2 separate regions of the Neogale vison genome follow, and region 2 is linked to region 1. The links are chromatin contacts, called in public Hi-C maps. All regions are on one chromosome and are shown on one strand. Each heading gives the region's core, a stretch centred on a gene start, on an enhancer-like site or on the middle of the called end of the contact. The rest is flanking DNA. Distances are from core to core; before and after follow the strand shown. Region 1 has its middle 97 kb from the start of PJA1. Region 2 holds the start of EFNB1 (ephrin-B1).

Region 1 (2,573 bases), core at 55-2,554:
GGTGCAGGAGCCATAACACGGACAAGGTTCCCGCGGGAATGGAATAGTCAGAAAATGTTGCTTTCCTTCTCTCTTCCTATTGTTCTCCCCTGTGAGGGGAGTAAAGAAAAGTCTTGGGCAGTGCAAGCTAAAAAACCATCCTTTGCTTCTTCTCCTCCAGCCCCACAAATATTACACAAATATTCACACATGCAGTGAAAATCCATTGAGAACTTTGTGTAGCTCTCTGCTAGATTCGGAGGCTGTAGAGACGAATATGACTCAGCAGCCTTCATCGACTGCAAGTGCTTAGTCTATGAGTGGGGGTGGAGAGGGAGGGATAGCGTGTGGTGGTGGTTTTTGCGAGGGCCATGAGGGAAAACTGCTTCAAGCAGGTAGCCGTGTGCTCTGAGTTATGCTGAGGACATTCCAGACGGAAGGAAGAGACTGAGCCAGGGTGTGGAGGTGCCAAGAGAATGACTGCTGGTCATTCTCAGTGAGGCCGGGACGTCAGCGGGTATGGGGGTAACCTTGGCATCTTCTCCCTAAAGAACCATTTACAGGACCCCTCCCCTTAGCCAGGGGTTGTGCTCAGCACTCTCCACGAGTCCTCTTACCAAGGGGGATGGGGTGGGGCGGTAAGGTACTTACCTGCATTTCACGCAGAAGGAGACTGACTCGGAGTGCTGAAGGGACATGCTCAAGGCCACCCACCTAGCAAATGGCAGGAGTGAGGTAGGCCCCCAAGTCTGTCCATGTCTCTCAACACTTCTCTGCTGGCTGTATACAGCAAATCAGCCTGATACCGATTTGCCCCAGATTGTTCTATGTGTGTTGGGTCGGGGGTGGCGGGACGGGACAGGTGCTGAGGAGGGGGATGCTTGAGGGTCGGGGCACAGTGCAGTAAGCCCATGCCTCCCCGACCCATTGCGGGGGCATCTGAGTAGAAGGAAGTAGCAAGACCTACTTTGTCCTGTCTCCCCTCACCGGGGAACTCACCATAAGGAAGGCTGAGCCTCTCTCACCAGCCACTACCCCTCACACGCACACCCAGCAGGCGTGCTTGCAGCGTGTACACACACACACTCACACACGCACACACGCACACACGCACACACGCACACACGCACACACACACACCGCTATCCTCCCCTGCTCCTAAAAATATCAAACCAGTGGAGCTGCAAGGGAAATGAATGTTTGGCAGCAGAGCGAGTGGCCTAGGAGTGGTGTCAGGCTCCGTAAATATTTACCCGCTGGATTAGAGCAGAAGTTGGAAACATTAGGCAGCTGAAAATGACTGTTTTAATAGCATGGCTGAAAAATCCAAACTTGGGGGGTTTGTTTGGAAGTCTCAGCTTCTGGGAATTTCAGCACGTAAACTGTGGGCCTGGGGTGGCCGGGACCAGAACAGAGGGGTGTCGGGGAGGGTGGTTACTGGTGGGCAGGTCTGCCTGGAGGAGAGGGCAGCCAGGCCAAGGAAGGCCCCACACCTTAGACTAAAGCCATCTGGAAGGTGCAGCATTGATTCATCTCCTCGTTCATTCATCCATTCATTAGATTCAGTCCAAGGGAGGAATGACAAGCAAACATTTATTGGATACCAACCAGGTGCCAAGAGGGAGGGGAGGCTCGGCCTTTTAGTCCCACATTTAATATTTACTATAAACCTGAGTGGTAGTGAGTACAGTTTTCATCCTATCAAAGCTGAGAAAAAGCAGGTCTCAGATTGGGAGGGTACCTGGCCCAAGGGCCCCAGCTGTGAAGAACCAGAATGGGGCTTAAGGCCCGGGAGTCTCTTAACTCCAAAGCCGTGCTCTTCTTACCACGTAGGATGTGAAGGAGACGCTCAACACATTCCTAAGAAACTGAGGGCCTGGGAAATACAAAAATGAATCTGATGTAGCTTCTCCCTCAGAGGGTTCCCAGTCTAGAGGGGATCAAAGGAGTAGATCCAGATGATTACACTTCCACGGAGAAAGTAGCGATATTGCCTTAAGAGAGGGTCAGATGAAGTGCCGTTGAGGTTCTGAGGAGGGACGTTTCTTTCAGCTCAGGGGGCAGAGAAGAGGGACTGTCATGGAGAGGAGGACAAGGACAGCTCCCTGTAGGAAGTAATGGGAAGTACGGTTAAGCTGGGCCCTACTTGGTGGGTAGGATTTGCATAGCTGAAAGTAGGGAGAGTGGGTGTTTCAGGCAGTGGGAGCGGTACAAGTGAAGGCAGGCAAGGAGGAGGAGTATTGAGTTTGGTTGAACCATGCAGTCTCTAAAGACAAGGAGTGGGAGGGGCGCCTGGGTGGCTCAGTGGGTTAAGCCACTGCCTTCGGCTCAGGTCATGATCTCAGGGTCCTGGGATCGAGGCCCGCATCGGGCTCTCTGCTCAGCAGGGAGCCTGCTTCCTCCTCTCTCTCTCTGCCTGCCTCTCTGCCTGCTTGTGATCTCTCTCTGTCAAATAAATAAATAAAATCTTAAAAAAAAAAAAAAAAAAGACAAGGAGTGGGAAATAAGTCCCAGAAGGTAGATGGGAGCCAGAGCGTGAGGACTTTGTGTCACCAAACTGTAACACTTTCAGAGCTGAGGGGAGCAACGGTCAG
Region 2 (2,573 bases), core at 50-2,549, 420 kb after region 1:
CCCAGGTCAAGCTTGCCCCTAAAGCGGCTCTCGGAGAAAACCGCCACGTTCCCAGGAGCCCCACAGGGGAATGCGTTCTCTCCCCCACCCAGCTCTCGGGTGCGCCCTCGAGCGCCCAGACTCCCAGCTCCGCCAGGCGCGGCAATCCCGACTTGATCCAGGACGTGCGAAGGAGAGAGCGCGGAAGCCAAAGGGTCACAACCCAGCCGAGTGCCCCCCACCCCACCCCGCCGCACCCTGCCCCACCCGCCCGCAGGAAAACACACTCGAAAACGCCAGAGACAAAATGGGGCGCCGCTCCTCCTCAAAACACCTCCCCACACGCACTCGGGGGCGCATGGCCTCACCCTGCAGGAGTGCCTCCCACCCCCAGGGATCTGAGCCAATAAGTTACTCACTTGGGGTTGAGGGAGCTCCAGGACACGGGCTCCAGGTTCTTGGCCAGCGGCGTGGCGAGCCGGCACAGTGCCAACACGACCATCGCCACAAGCCACTTGCCGAGCCAACGCTGCCCAGGCCGGGCCATCTTCCCAGGAGCAGGCTGCACTTGGGATCCCCTGGCGCCTCCTCAGCAAACTGGCCTCGCCTTCCCGTGCTGCGCTGCGCTCTGAACCGCTCAGGCGCCCATCCTCCGCAGTCACCGGCCTTGAAGAGCTCCCCTCCCGCCGGCTTCGGCGTCGCTCTTCTCCGCCCGGCGGGCCAGGAGGACTCACTGGGCAGCCGTCCCCAGCCCGGGCATGGGCCGCGGCCTCCGAGGTCTTGCTCCTCTGGTCTCTCTGCCGCACGAGGCGCGACGGGGGCTCTGCGCCCCCGGTGATCCGGCCCGATTCCGCTGGGCTCCCCGAGACTGTTCGGGTCTGCGCGCCCTTTTCCTGACTGGGTCTCCCCACTGAGGACTCGGTGGCCGCACCGACGCCTCGACTGTCCCGGGATCGACGGCCCTTGGAAGAAGTGGGAGTCTCCCCACAATGCAAGCTCAGTCCGGGGGCTCCCGGCTGGGTCGCCCTGGCACGGTCTCCGTTCCTCCAGGCCACACTGGGACTCTGGGCTGCGCGCCCCACCGACAGCTTCTACTTCAGCGGGGGCCCCGTTCAGTGTACTCAGAAGAGCGGGAAGACGCAGCGGAGCGAGATAGTCCCATCGATTTGAGCTTCTGAAGCCTCGGCCGGGTCACTCCGCAGCCCCGTCGCCGAGTGCTAGCTCCCCGGCGATTGCACCCGAAGGTCTTCGGCCAGTGCAATTCTCACACGCCTCCCACTGCTGTCCAGCGCGCATAGACTCCCCCGGCTGCCGCGGAGCTGTCTACTCCCCTGCTCAGGCGAACGCAAGGCCGACCCTACTCCTCTTAGCCAATAGGAAGCTCCGTCTCGGGGTCCTTGTCTCCTGTCACGCCCCTAGAACAGGAAGGGGGCGGGGCTCCTGGGAGCTCTTAAGGACGCCGTGCTCACGATGGCACCAATCTGAGAGTGCGGGTCTTGTGGCTAGGGCTTGGTCCGGTTTAGTCCCGTTCCCAGAGCGCTCGGCGGGTGGAAGTTGGCGTTCCTCTAGGGCTGTCGGCCTGCTCTCCTCTCCCGCGCCTAGTCGACACTCCGGCCCACTGAACCAGATAGGCCCTGTCGCAAGTATCCCGGGAACGTACTTCCATTCTCTTTATACAGGAACCCTGAAGTCCTGCTCTGCGCCCACCTCTGTGGCAAAAGTAGCCTGGTTGCTCCCCGTCCCATGTCCCATCTCACGTAGGGCTCTGGTGGGCCTTCCTCCTTGTTAACTCACAATGAAGTGTCTGCTTGCACTTGGACCTGGAGTCCTAAACACACAGATCCGATAGGTGATGGAGACTCAAAAGAGATCAAGTACCAGATGGAGGTGGGTGGGAGGTGCGATCTTTGCCCCTGGGGACCAGGTCTTTGGAATCTCAGCCTCAGGGGAGAGCTTTGTGGGACCTGGGAGCCCAAACTTAGAGTCTTGTCCTGTCTGAAGGGGCAGGCAAGACCCCGGAACAGGCCAGCGGGGATAAAGACTTTTATCTTTCTTCGATAAAGAAAGACACCTCCTGGGCAAAGAGGAAAGGGTGCAGGCAGACGCCTTTTGAAAAAGCAAAAGCGAGCGTCCTGGCCCCAAGACGCCAGACTCTAGGCCCTCCCGGCCTCACCATCTGGGTCTTTGTCTCCCAGCCCTGGCCCATTCTCCCCGCCCCTCCTCGCTTCCTTGCCTATAACTTTGGCTCCATCCCACAGCTCAGACCCTCCCGGTCCGGCCCGCTCTCCTGGTCCGACCCCAACAGGCATACCCACGTGCTAATGTCTCCCCCTACTGGTCTTCCATAGCACTGCGGGAGCCCGGGAGAAATGGGAAGCTCTCATCCAGGAGCTTGACACACAGAAACCTAGCGCTTGACTTGGACTTGAGACTTAGGACGGGCGTGGTAGCCTTGGCAAGAACCGCGGTCCAGTATGGGGTGGAAGGGAAAGCACTAGGAGGAAGATCTGGGTTTGGGGTCGGCTTTGGGGTATAGTCTCCTTGGGGCTACTTGATGGAGACAGGTGAGCAACATTCCCAAAGGGTTCTACCGT

What was found. Hi-C and Micro-C count contacts between places; a contact is called where the count stands out from the background.
Region 2: a contact with region 1 is called in a Hi-C map of fibroblasts, with 8 times the contacts expected there. The contact joins the promoter of EFNB1 here to the enhancer-like site in region 1. A contact is called at or near these places in 2 of 3 Hi-C or Micro-C datasets (fibroblasts and muscle).

The regions. Positions count from the first base shown.
Region 1 is chrX:72,711,322-72,713,894 of ASM_NN_V1, forward strand. No RefSeq gene overlaps it. Among named protein-coding and RNA genes, the nearest start is that of PJA1, 97 kb to the right of the region's middle. Within about 2 kb of position 1,305, the one cell type or tissue checked has open chromatin away from gene starts, as enhancers often do. A contact at or near this core is called in fibroblasts, where this site is marked.
Region 2 is chrX:73,129,035-73,131,607 of ASM_NN_V1, forward strand. It overlaps EFNB1 (ephrin-B1), which reads right to left and starts at 1,300. Exons shown (of 5, transcript XM_044234990.1): 1 at 399-1,300. The coding sequence starts at 526.